Linked DNA regions of Hordeum vulgare: region 2 is linked to region 1. Evidence: chromatin contacts called from public Hi-C data. All regions are on one chromosome and are shown on one strand. Each heading gives the region's core, a stretch centred on a gene start, on an enhancer-like site or on the middle of the called end of the contact. The rest is flanking DNA. Distances are from core to core; before and after follow the strand shown.

Region 1 (7,147 bases), core at 2,349-4,848:
GGTAGGATACGTGAGAAGGGGGATTGGACGATCATAACGCTAGAGCAACAAACCAAGCCACTCGGCCTCCGGAGGCTCAAGAGCACTGTACTATCTCGTTCATCAACCTCCGAGAGAGGCAATCCACCAACAGCAAGAGTAGGGTTTTACTCTTTGCACACTACAAGAAATATGTCAACTAACGACCTTCTGTCAGTGACACTCACAGAATTGGTCGTAAATCTACGAACATTTGAGACCAATTGGTTGTAAGCTGTCCGGAGGGGTCCTAACCTCAAAAACTAACGACCTTTTTCATCACAAAGGTCGTAACTTCCTTACTGGAAAAGGTCGTAAAGAAGATAGCCATGTTTGCTAATTTGTAGCTAATTACGACCAATATAGATGGTCATAGCTATGACTAGGTGCCACATCATCAGTTTTACCTACGTGTCATGTCCATGTGTTATTTTTTGCCTAGTTTGTGAAGCAACCTACTATTCTGTCATTCCAAAAATTCTCGAAAAATTCTCATAAATATTTTGGATCATATATTCCTCACATATGTGAAAACTCTTCCTTCCATAGTTCGAAAATAATTCAGCAATATTCATTTTCCTATTCTGTTCAGAATAGCACTTTGTGAAAGAAGTGTTATTTCTATTTCTTTGATGACCCTCAATTTTTTTGGGCACTCTTTCCTAGTAAATCTTTCTCAGCAAATTTCCAAAGTTTTGTGTTCAGCTAACAGCTTTGTGAAGGAAGTACTACATAGGAATATCGTGATGAGTTGAATTTTTTCCGCATCTTCTATATGCCCAAAACATAGCTCTCCACAAAATTTTAGCCCCATCTAACAATCCATGTGAGCTCATCATCCAATCTTTGTTTTTGCTAATATTTTTAGTTTGTGAAGCAACTACATTTTATATTGCTTTATAGTTGATGAAAATTTACCATGTAATAAAACTAGCCATATAACCTCTCTCCACCAAATTTTAGCTCATTTAATTCAGCCAGTTTCCCTCAATATTTTTCCCAATATTTTGTTCAGTAGAAATCATTGTGAAGGAAGTACAATTTTTGTTTATCCAAATTTTATGTTTTTTACAGTGCCTTAATGCGCCCAAATTATCCTCCTCCTCCAAATTTCAGCTCAATCCAATCATCTATGTGAGCCCAGTTTCAATTACAATTTTAGGAAGTGTCACTTTGGCATGTCCAAATGGTATAACTTTTTTAAAGTGCCTTCATATGCCCTAATTAACATCATACACCAAATTTCAGCTCAGTCCAATGATTCATTTGATCCCAGCTTCAACATCCATATTTCTGCACAGTGTGGTACTTTGCAAAGCAAGTGTCAGCTAGGTTCATCCATTTGAGCTAAAATTCTGGCAAGAGAGTATCCTTAGTAGATGATCATCCTCAGCCAAAATTTAGGCCCATTGTCTATGTGCATTACCCGCACCGCTAATCAAACACTTGACTGCTAATTCATGTTTGAGCTTAGTTCGGTCTCCTCGTGAGATTCTTCTATTGTATTCTTCTTCCTAACATCTACCGAGGGAGTGTCTAACCCACCAGACATGCCTATTCCACCGAGAATGCATGGCAATGCAACGGTAACGTGGTGACCACGCGACTCGCATGTAAGTTCACGCGCTCTGGAGTTGGGGCACTCGACCACCATCGAAACCTCGGCGTCAAGCCACCACACCATGTAATTCTTATTAAATAGATACTTTTGTACCAATAAATGATTTTTGGGAAAAATAAATAGCAAATTACAATGCAGTTGCAGTTCAAATTTGACCCGCTTCCTACTGAATCGACGACAATTTGTATTTTTCACTAGATGTGGATAAAAGCTTTTAAAACCCAACCATTTTGTCAATTGTACATTAAATATGGCCTAGTATTTTAGAAAAATTATTAGGTACAATTTTGAAACAAATATATGGTAGGTCCTTCACAAAAAAACTCATTTCGGACAATTTTTCATACAAGGAAAATGAAAACTTCCTTAATCAACATTGTTTGCCATTCCAATATGCACCCTTGTGCATAATATTAGATCGTTTGAACAAACTATGCCATGAATGTGGCCATAAGATTGATCATTTGGCTTGAAAGCCATGAATCTTCACACACTATAACCCATTTCTGAGAACACTTTTTTAAAGTAATCACTGTATTACAAGTTTATTATTTTTCCTGATAACTTGGTCACATATTATCACACAACGCGAAGGTTTTGCATTTTTTTTTAATTTGTTGTGCCCGTTTCGAAATGCGGTCGAAATGTCGGGCATGACCGTTCATAGCTAGGGGTTGAATCTTATCAAAATTTTGTTGGATCTCTAATTAAACAGATAATTTTTTACCTAAAAATAATTTTAGGAAAAATCATGAAAAAACTATGAGGCACCTTTAGTTCAAATTTGACCCGCTTCGTGCTAAATCGGCGACAATTTGTCTTTTTCACTAGAGGTGGATAAAAGATTTTAACACCCAACCATTTGGTTAATTGTACATTAAATATGTCCTAGTATTTTATAAAAATTATTTGGTACAATTTTGAAACAAATATATGGTAGGTCCTTCACAAAAAACTCACTTTGAACACTCGAAAAATGGAAAATGGATTTTTCGTGCAAAGAAAATGAAAAGTTCCTTTGACAACATTTTTTATAATTCTAAGATGAAAGCTTGTATACTCCATAATATCATATTTGGATTTTATCATGTAAAAAAAAAAGCAAAACAATAGGAAAAATACAATGACATATGCTTTATTCTGCTTGATGGAATTGGTTGTGCTAGGAACAAAAACAACATTGCTTGTCATTGCAATATGCACATTTCTGAAAAAATGAAATCATTTGAAAAAAATATAAAAAGGTAAAATATAATTAAAAATAAAAAACAACAAAATTACATAAATTTTATTCTGGTTGGTGGAAACAATCGTGACGTGACATGGATGGATGACATGTCAATCATCCGTCCATCCATGCACCCATACATCTGTTCATTTGTCTGTCCATCCAACCCACCGCAAACCCACCAAACCCAACCCCTCGTGGCCATCTCTCTCTCTATCCACTCTCTCTGAAACCCTATGTCTCCCTCGATCCACATCTCCCTCCCAGATCTCGATCCGCCGCATGCAACAGCCCCCCACCCATCCACCCACCACCGCCCATGGAGATGGAGATGCGGGCGAGCAGCAGCAAGCGCGCGTCTGACGGTGGCATTCACCCCCTCACCCTCTCTCCCCGCTCCTATGGCCATCTCGCACGCCGAACCCTACCGCAGCCTTCCCCCTCCCCCTCCCCGCGATGGACGCCGGCACCCCATCCAAGAAGCCCCGGACGGTGGCCGCCAGCGTCCGGTCGCCGTGGAAGGTGAAGACGTCCGTCGCCTCGTCGGTCGGCCAGTTCGCCACGCCGGAGAAGATGAAGAAGGTGGCCGCGGCCGCGTTGGATCTGGTCACGCCGGAGAAGACAAAGCAGCGGCCGCTGCTGCGGAGGGGCCGCAGCGGCGGCGCCGTCGCGCTGTCCGTCAAGGAGGTCCGGCGGGCGGCGCTCGAGCTGCATCGCGCCGGTAGGGGCCCCGTGGCGGAGGTTGATGCCGGGGTGGACGCGCTCTAGTCTATTGAGAGGGAGCTCGGCGTGGGCGCCGGCGTCGGCCGCAGCCCCGTCAAGCGCAGGCCCAAGGTAAAGCTGCCGAAGAGGTAACTGCCGCAGATCTGCGGTTACCGTTTCATCTCCTGCTTACCCCCATGAAATCCAGTCCTGTTTTCTTAGTCTAGTATAAAACCAACATCAATCTGTCATTTTTTTCCTCAACTTCGCCTGAAACTGAATCGTTCCAAGGATGCGCTCGAATTCTTGTACAGTTATCCAAAAGAGGTTGAAGGGGATAGATATTCTTTGTTCTGGTCGATTAAGGGGTGCAGAAATAGCTAGCACCGAATTTAGAAAGTGTGGAGAAACATCTTGTAATGCACTTAATCAGGAAAAATGGGTTATGCTCCGGTGGGAATATCCAAATGTAAAGGAATTGTTGTGCCTTAGGAAAGTAGGACTGCACTATATATGAGCATTGTTAACTGAAACCAAACTAGTACTACAAATAAAAGAGTGCCCTGATGTGTTTAGGCCTTTATGTTGTTATATGATGATCTTACACCTGGAGGACGTTTTAGCATCTTTTTGATAAAGTATTTCTTGCTGAATGAATAAACCACGTTTCTGCAGTAGTGTAGTAAAATACTGCTTCGAATTGGATCGATAGAGTAAAGAAGTAAACTGATCCTGGAGGAAGTCATACAGATCATTGTTGACCCCTGTCTCGTCAGAGCTGTAGCTGAACCCAGTCCCGGTAGGTTGGTCAACAAATATGATGTTGGAGATCTGCAGGGACCAAGTGCCCTCAGAAGAGGAGGAGGTAACAAAATTTAGAGACCACTCTGAGACTAGAGTGTGTAATAATAGTTGTGACATAATCCAGGAGCTGACTGCAGCCCAAAGAACTCAAATTGACCTTTCTTGGGTGGATCTAGCCTGCTTTCTTGGGTGCCCCCAAACTGAATCCTTTTACATAGTTTCGGACCATCATCATTTTAGTGAAACCAACAACAATCTGTATGTTTTATTTCTCTGATGCAATTTACCGCAACTGACATTAGATAATTGCAATTGTTATCTAGATGCAAAATTCACCCTGTTAAATTCCAGCATCTTTGTATTGCACCAGTTCTGTTTTCTAATTTGGTTTATGTCATTGATGATGATCAGCTATGAGATTCTCTGCGAGTTCTTCAACTGCTTTGAGAGCTCCACCCGGCTCCTCCGCATGAAGGGATCCAAGGCAACATTCCCCAACATCTGCGCTAGCATTCGGAACTTGGCTGAGAGGTACTGGCCTCTTATGACAAAACAATCAGATGATTGCTGCTCCGTTTGATTTAAATAATCTAGTCTCTAATTTACACAATTCTGTCTGCAGGAGGTTTACCTATGGCCATCTCGCACAGCTCAAGTACATCATGCCCGAGGCTATGGTACAGCGTGTTCATGCTAGTATTGTTGTGAACAGTCTTGGCACATATTATATTGGTAGGCTCAAATTGTATCTCTCCGATAGCACACGGAATAGTTGTTTTCGGGATTTTGGCATGTTTAATCACTCTAGCTGTGACGGATTATGGTGGGAATTTGCTTGCTTCTTGGTTGCATTTGGAGCTGGGAGTATTCGGCCTGCTACAAATTTGTTTGCACGTACTTACCAGAGCTACTATCATGTAACTACACAGCCAACAATACATTAAGAAATGATAAAATGTTTACATTAATAAACTGTATTATGTAATAGCTCTGTAGTTACATAATACATTAATTTCTTAATGTATGACCGGGATTTGCTGCTCCGTTTTACTGCTCATAAAATAAAATTGCGTGTACGTGTAGCATGCTGAACCTAACATTGTCAGCGCAACTGTGCCAAGTGATTTTGCATGTTACTTCTAGTTTCTCCCATGAGTTTGCATTGCATTAGCATTAGCGTTTTGTCCCTATGAGTTTGGAGTTTACTGTATTCATATCAAAGTGCCAGCTTCTATTCCTTGCTGCTGGTGCTGGTGCTGGTTCAAGCATTGTGTTACAGTCATTGTGTCTGTGTCCGAGTCAGTTTGGACTTCACAGTATTTTTTCATATGTCTCATGATGAGTATGTGTTACTCTGCTTGATGACTTTTGTCTGTGTTACTCTGCTTCATGACTTTTGTCTGCGTTACACTGCTTACTGAGTTTTACCTGGTCCATGCCATTAGCTTCCATTCCCAACTGCAGTAACCATGCAAGCAAGCACCACCCAATACTACTGGGTAGCGGCTGCATTGCAAGTAACTTTCCAGTGTCTTTTCATTCAGTCCCCATCAATTTTTTTCCTGAGAAACCCATGTGGGTGTCCGTTTGATGGCATCCGCACGCAGCGAACATGACATACACGCATACATATATCCTTGTTTTATCGGACGCAGCAATTGTGCCTACCATTGCCTGTTTGAGAGCTTGATGTCGGTTACTTGGTACTGCTTTCACTGATATTTGTTGTCTGCTTATAGTTATACTTCGTTTGTTTGTTGTCCATTTGTTGTGTTAACTTGCACTGTGCTGGTATTTATCATTTGCAAAATGTATCTTAGTTTTCGTTGTTATGAGAATGTTATATGCATGGTTTTCTGTTAAATCTAAAGTTCTGCAACAAATTTTCATCGTTATGAGATTTTTATATTCACGAATTCAATTGATTATGTTTCTAACTTTTTATAATTTATTACTTGCAGATGCTGGCCTTCATTCTTCAAAATTTGGGTGTACACGATCTTTAGGAAGAAGAATCCCGAAGAAAACCCATTCCCACCAATCCGTTTTAGCTCACTGGAGCTAGTTATGTGTATACTTAGTTGTATTTTATAGCTGAGTACCAGATTTGTACTATGTGTGATTGTAGTGTACTTTGCATGTTCTTGTATGAAATATTATGTCTAATTGGCTCTTTTAGAATCAAATTATCTAATTGCATAAATATAGAATGGGGCATGCTACGCGTCGTCCGGCGGATCTTTAAAAAGGATCCGTCGCCTCATGAGCCGTTGATTGTGTGGCGCGAGCCGTCAGTTTCTCTGCACTAGTTTCTTGCAACAATACTCTTGTTGCGAAAACTTCTCTTTAATTTTCTACAACAAATCTTTTGTTGCAAAAAAAAACTCTTATTTTCTGCAACAAGTCCTGTGTTGCAAAACCTCTTATTCTCAAATTTTTTGCAACAAGATCCTTGTTATAAAAATTTAAAACACGTCCCCCACCACGATAATCGTCAAATGTCCACGCGCACAGTCATCTGCAACCATCTGATCTAATTCCTGGGATGCAGCTCAGTCGTCATATTAATTCCTGAAACAACAAACTAGTTGCCCAAGCAACCTCTTTGTTTCGGTCCTGACAAAGCTGTAAATGGCTATGCAATTTTTTCTGCCACAAAGATTTAATACGGGATGACCGACAAAATTGAGCCGACAACTTTTGCAACAAGCGTAATGTTGAGTTCCGGTGTTTGCGACACGGGCCGTGTTGCGGAACTTTTGCATCATAATATT
Region 2 (7,147 bases), core at 1,876-4,375, 940 kb before region 1:
ATAAAGACTAACAAAGCTTATTGGTTGAGGTATAGTTAAGTGGTGAGGCTGCAGCAAGCAACTAAGCATTTATTTTAATGGGTAACTTACGGGTACAAGAATGAAAGGGGGGATGATCTACGCCTAAAGGATGTGAACTAAAAGGATCCCGAAGTGATCCAGAACACCTACTTACATCAAACATTACCCCACTATGTCCTCTCTCGGATACAGAGCTCACGAGAAGAGACAGTCACGCTTATGCCCATAGTTGGCAAATTTTAATTAAATTTACTTCAAGTTTGTTATGATCTGGTGTTAAACAAAGTTTCCAAGTTGCTAATAACCGCGGGCATGGCTCTTAGAAAGATTTAACCATGCAGGGGTGCTCCAACTAGTCCATCACAAACTACCACAAGCTGCGCCGGAAACCTCGACCACAAAAAACCCGTGATCTCCTCGGATTCCTGGTGAAAAACCGCAACCTCGAGATAGCCCAAAGTATCAACGGAATCCCTCGCACAAGACGATCGAGAAGGGTAAAACAGATCCAGCAAGACTGCCCGATGTAGAGACGACCCTGATAAGAGTCGCGTATCTCAGTCTCAGGACACGTCGGATAAGCTAGTTTACAGTGGGCTGACAGAAATCACCCAAGTTCCCTTGGGTTGGCCCCTCATAGTGTAATGGGTTGGACTAACTCTCATCAGGAGCACTGGCCCGAGGTGGGATGATTAATTATCCATAGGGTGATCACTTCCCTATGCAAATTTTATTAGTTGTTATTAAGCAAATAGTACCAATGTTCAGTCTTGCCAGACGAGTTTATTCCAAAACGAAAGTCAAGGGAGTTCCCATAACAACCCCAAGCATGTTAGGAGTGGTCAATATGGAACATAACACCGGTTTGCAAGTAACTAGGGCGAAAAAGGTGGAATAAAACACCGAGCTATAAGGCCAAGCTTTCCACCTCTTACCAAGTATATAGGTGAATTAAATTAAAGAGCAAGAATATGGTGATATAACAAGGAACCCATGTTGCCACATGGAAAAAACTGGACCTGCAACTAGCATGCTATAAGAAGGCTGAGCAAGGAGTAACATAGCCAAACAATGCTTTACAGGCTTATCATGGCAATATTGGGAGGGTGACATCAACATGTGGTAGGCAGCAAAGCATAGCGATAGAAACGAGACAACTAGCATGGCAATGATAGTAATCGTATCTAGGGAAATAATAATATTTCCTGTGATCCTGCTTGGAAGAAGAACGAATCCATGAAGTAGACGAACCAACGTAGTCGAACGATCCTACACTCCAGAGCCGTTCAGATCTCTATCGAGTAGAAACAACCCGGAAACAACAATCAACACACAATAAACACCACAACATATTCATGACATGATGCATGATCAAATATGATGCATGTCCATTTAATTATGCTTGACATGGTAAAGCACAACAATCAACTCCTACACATTAAGTGAAGCTAAATATGCAACGAGTTGCATATTGACCAAACTACACACTTGAATTACTTAGTTCACTCTCGTTTAGGTACACGACAATATTAAATGTTGTTAAACATGTCAAGAGGTAAAGCATAAATAAAGTACACTATCTAGGCATTTTTAATGAGCTCCGAAACAACATATAGTATTTCCGAAATGACCCCATATATTAATTTCAAAATTGGTCCAGATATGAACTAAACATATTATATATTTGTTAAACAGCAAAATAAAGTGGACCATATGATTCTAGAGGTCATTTTAGTCGATTTACATATATAGATCATTTAAAAAGAAGCTATGGTCTAAAAGATATGAGCAACACTAGATGATATGCCACGAATCCAAAATGGATGCAAATGACAACCACAAAATGTTAAATCATGGATGCACAAGATATTATGAAACTGCATGAGATTCTAAGCAAGTTCAAATGAGGCCGGAACAAATTAAGATTCGGTAATGTTCTGTCTATGCACAATTTTAGATTTCTTAAACAGTAAAATAAATGCCACCATGTTGTTCTAAACATTTTTCTGGTCGAGTTACATATATGAAACATTTTAATCGTAGTTGTAGTTATATAATTATGAGGCAAACTTTTTTAACATGGCATCTATGCAAATTAAATGAAAACAACAAGTTAACAATTTTAAACACATGTGAGAGTTGAATATTGTGAATCTACACAACATTATAAGCATTTAACATATATGAAGTTTTTAAATTCGACGCACGGCTATGTTGATATGAATTAAACCATTTTAATATGACAACATGCAAAATAATGCAAACAACGGTTTAAACATTTTTAAACATGCATGAAAGTGGAATATTATTAATCTACACAAAATTGTGGAGATTTCACATATATAGTTTATTTCCATCCGATGCACGGTTAAATAGTTATTATCATTTTAAAATGATGCAAATTTCTATAATTAAAATGTCTTGGTTCATTGAAAAAATCACTAATGGGAAAAACGTAACACGGGTCGAATCTGACTGAACTGGGCCAATATGAGCATCAGGTGTTGGATATAAAATTACGCACTGGGCAAGAGATTGGGGAGCTCGGGTAGCATCTCACCTAGCTAGGCTCGGCCCAAGTCGGCAAGGAGGACCACGGGGCGAGCAGTTGGGTGACGAGGTTGGGCCGGCTAGAGGAGGCAGTGGATGGGCCACGACCTGGCTGCGGGTGAGGCAAGCCTTGGCGTTGGGCCTCATGCGGTCAGCGGCCCATGGGGCGAGGCACTCGCATAACCCACCTTGCACTGGACAACGACGAGGGGTAGGTCGAGGCACCGTCCTCCCAATGATGCAGGAGCCCGCGCTGGAACTGCGGTCATGGCTGGGTTGCCTGCGGATGGATTTGGCGCTAGGAAAGGGACAGTGGCTGTGATGGGCGTCGGAACCCAGATCCGGTCGGTGGAAGTCGGGAGGCGGTCAGCGGCCGCTTAGTGAGGCAGCGGGATGCGGGGGCGCGGCATGGCGCAGCGGCTTGGCATCGCCTGTGAGGAGCTGGGAAACAACGAGGCGGCTCTAGCGAGGGACAGTCAGGTACGGCGATGGCGCTTTAGTTGGCGGCGGCGCCGGCAAGGCAGGGTCGATGGGGAGGAGCTACGGTTGGCAGGGTTAGCTATTTTTCCTGATTTCGGACCGTCAAATCTCGACCGGTCGATCCAAAACGGAGGGGTAGGCTAGGCTGGGCTAGTGGGATGTGTAGGGGGTCTTGGGCTGAGATAAGAGGGAAGATGGCAGTCTGTGACATTGTTTTTAAACCCATAAAACCTCCGATAATTAAACCGAGTTTAGTGCCGTTATATATTTAATGGTTCGGGTATCAAACGAACTCTGAATGCGACAAAAGTTTTAGGTGGTCTAACTACAAAAAAAGACCACACGTCAATTCTCAACCCATTCCGAGAATGTTCTGTACACAGTTTGGAAAATAATATTTTATCGGTGCCACGGGCGCGTGCGTGTGTGGTTGGTCTTAATATGGCCACGGACAAAAACAGAGACAACCTACAAGTAATAACGGATGTAAGTTTAAAAAAAAAATGACGGCAATGGAGTGCCGATTCAATGCGTATGATGCAAATGATGCGATGATGAATGCAGCAACCAAATAAATCACACAGTGACAATGGAATAAAAGGGAAATCTTCTGGAGCATCGATTCCGAGCTGTTACACAGCGTGACATGGCAATAGAAACGAGACAACTACCATGAGAATGATAGTACTGGTATCTAGGGAAATGATCATCTTGCCTATGATTCCGCTTGGAAGAAGAACGAAACCGTGAAGTAGAGAAATCGATGTAGTTGGACGAATCCACAAACTCCAAAGTGGTTTAGAACTCTATCGAGAACAAACAATCCGGAAATAAAAATCAACACACAATAAACACAAAACGTATGAATGACATGATGCACAGACCCATATGATGCATGTCTTGATAGTAATGCAAGGCATGACAATCACAAGAATCAAATACTACACGTTAAGTGAAGCTCAATATGCAACGAGTTGCATATTAACGAAATTCCGCATTCGAATCATTTAACTCACCCTCATTTATTTATACGGGAAGCTTAAATGTTGGTTTATATGGCAAGAGGTGAAGCATAAATTAACTACACCATTTAGACATTTAAACGAGGTCGGAAACAACATATAGCATTTTCGAAATGACCCCATACGTTAATTTTGAAATTGGTCCAGATCTGAACTAAACATGTTTTATACTAATTAAACAGGAAAATAAAGTGCATCATGTGATTTTACATGTTTTTCTAGTCAAGTTACATTTGTAGATCATTAAAATTGAAGCTACGGTTATTTAGTTATGAAATAAACCATTTTTACATGGCATTTGGCAGTATTAATGCAAACAATATTTTAAATGTTCTTAATCATGCATGAGGATGACACATTTGTATTACAAGCAATATAATGAAAACTTTGGCATATAATATGATATGGAGCATTTATTATCATGGCGGAAGGAAAAGGTTGGCACGGCAATGAAAGCGAAAACGGTGCCACAACAACGTTTTGGTTCTGGTAACCCGTTGAGATACCGATGCGAAAGAATTGCGGGTGTGAGCAGGTCATGCCAAACAATGATGGGGTGATCCCGGTTACCGGGTTCCCATGTGCCAGTGGCATGAATATGGAGGCACCTACAACTAACATGGCATATATGAAATGAACAACGTCACATCTCACATAACAATGCATTCATCCACAGGCATCGTCTCAGCGGTATACCTTTGTAGCGTGCATTTGGGGTGGACCGATGTTCGTTGAGGAAAGTAGTTGTACACGTGCCGTAGTGGAAGTATTCATTCGCGCGACGATCTTGATGGATCCATGATAACATAGAGGTTCACTTGCCGATCTTCGTTGACGGCAGTCATACAGGCAGTTGATGACCATAGGATCTTCAGGGTAGGTCTGGCACTTGTAGACACGAGGCTTGGTGATAAGGGACATGTCATGAACCAAACGAAATGACACAAAAGCCTTCACGCGTCGGTATCTAACAGGACAAAAGATCCGACTGCATCTGAAGGCCATGGGGGTTCGTGGATGTGGTGCTCCTCGAGGCCATGGAGTTGTATGAGGTCGACGTCACGAGCAGCAGGGTGGAGCATGCCTGATCTACAGCAGATCGGTGACAGCACGGGAAGGCAGCTGCAACTAATAGCAATAGCAGGAAGGCGTCGAGGGGGCGGCTCGCGGGTGCTGGACAGTGGAGAGGCGCAGCGATGTGCTGAGCGGGGAAGAGGAAGGTCGGGGCATGGTGCATGGATGGCTCTCTCCCTGGTGGCACGATCGGGAGCTAGAGGCGAGATCGAGCAAGGGGATCGATGTGAGGTCGGGAACGACGAGGAGGTGGCTTGGCATGGTGCATGAACAAGAGGTTGAGCATGGCAGGTGCAGGCGATGCAGTGGCGGTGGGGTCGAGTACGACAACAAGTTCAGCTTAAAGTTGCGGGCGGTGGCGCGGATGGCTGCACGGGCAGAGCAGGGGGCGATGCTCGGATAAGGCTCCCGTGTGTTGCGACATGGGGAGGTGGTCATCGACTGACGTGACATGGGAGATGACGGAGGTTGGAGGTGCACGACAACGACTGGGAGGCCGAGGTAGAGTAGAGGTCTGGCAAGGGAGGTCGGCGCGCACGCTCTTGCTCCTCTATATGTGTGTGTGTGTGTGTTGTGTTTGACAACACGAGGAGGGAGACATGAGCATCGAGTCGAAGTTGTCCATGTCTCTAGGGCTAGATAGGGGAGATTGGGCTTTGCGTCGACCTGGAGTTTTGGCGTGGCTGGTCCTCTGTCTCTAATGTGCTTATTCCAATTACAGAATAAGTATAGCCAAAGGAAGAAAAGAAGAGGAAAAAAGGATTAGAGACAAATTTTAGGCATGGGGGTTAATTTTCCTTGACTCGCAAAAATGACCTTGACCAAGAAAATATAAGTTGCATGAAGGCAAGATTTTAATTCAAACTCGTTTGAATTAATTGCAATGGTTTGAACTAGGGCAAGGTATTTGAAGAGTCCGAAAATGTTGAGAATTAGGAGAAGCCTCGTCAAACGGAGAAAGAAATATTAACAAGGTTTGGAGATCAAGCTTGAAGAAGGAAAGGCTTATGATTTGAAATGCAAGTGTGTTGGGGTGAATCCAATCAATGGAATACTTATTGTAGCTACCTCAAATATAGGGATGTTATTATATAAGTTATAAAGAGAAATCACCATGTGCATGTCCCTCGATATAAATGGATCAAAGATCCATACATATTTATTTGAATTGCAAAAATTTAATGACATGATGAATTAAATAAACAAAGTCAGCAAGTCGGTTTTCACATTTTAGCCTTCCGTTCTTACAAATGTTCAAGCTTTAGGTGCTATTTTCATCTATGGGGATATGGTGGTCCTAATTGGCGTCGGGAATTTACGTTATGGAGGAAGCAATGTGATGCAGAATGGATCATGGTGAGCCCGGCCAAACGAAGAGCGGCTCTAGGTCTGATGGCAATGCATTCCAGACCTATTAGGTTATCTATTAAGTCAGGATCTTCTGTTCGCAAGAAATTATCCTTCGCAACCCTCCAACAGTATGAGGTTTGCAAAGGCTACAGATTCCCCATCACTCAAGATGAGCTCATTACACTCTCGAAGGTTGGTTATTCGATCCCTCCGCGGGAACGGGTTATCATTCGTGCATCGCCGCCGGCTGAACTCCGGTGGACGTCAGCATCGCCGCACATCACTTTTGGCACGGTTTGTCGGCAGGTATCACCGCCCGAATCATCCAGAACCCATATTGAAAAGAGCGATATCAGTGGGATTTCTTCCCCATCTTGCGCATATTCGGCTAATCACACCGCGCTAGGCGGGATTTCAAATATGTTCAAAACTGATTTGCTCGATAGCTCAGACAGTGGGCCTCTTTCTGACCCCATTAATGGGTCTTTGGAGGCCACATCTTCAGCTGGGCGAGATATTTCATCACACCCGGATATTCCTTCTTCATAGGAGGCCCACCGACTCTTTGACGAGTTGATTAATGGAATGGTTCTGGAGATTTTTTTCTTACACGATTTGCTCGTCTCGCGGTCATCTAGCTTCCAACTGCA

Evidence for each region. Hi-C and Micro-C count contacts between places; a contact is called where the count stands out from the background.
Region 2: a contact with region 1 is called in a Hi-C map of seedling, with 3 times the contacts expected there. The contact joins the enhancer-like site here to the promoter of LOC123402578 in region 1. A contact is called at or near these places in 2 of 6 Hi-C or Micro-C datasets (leaf and seedling) and 1 of 1 datasets of contacts at active chromatin or transcription factors (embryo).

What each region holds. Positions count from the first base shown.
Region 1 is chr6H:278,955,210-278,962,356 of MorexV3_pseudomolecules_assembly, reverse strand. It overlaps LOC123402578 (CDT1-like protein b), which reads left to right and starts at 3,598. Exons shown (of 4, transcript XM_045096504.1): 1 at 3,598-3,701; 2 at 4,785-4,904; 3 at 4,996-5,050; 4 at 6,335-6,395. The coding sequence starts at 3,613. The coding sequence ends at 6,379.
Region 2 is chr6H:279,894,214-279,901,360 of MorexV3_pseudomolecules_assembly, reverse strand. No RefSeq gene overlaps it. Among protein-coding and RNA genes, the nearest start is that of LOC123402578, 940 kb to the right of the region's middle. Within about 2 kb of position 3,125, at least 3 of the 3 cell types and tissues checked have open chromatin away from gene starts, as enhancers often do. A contact at or near this core is called in leaf and seedling, where this site is marked.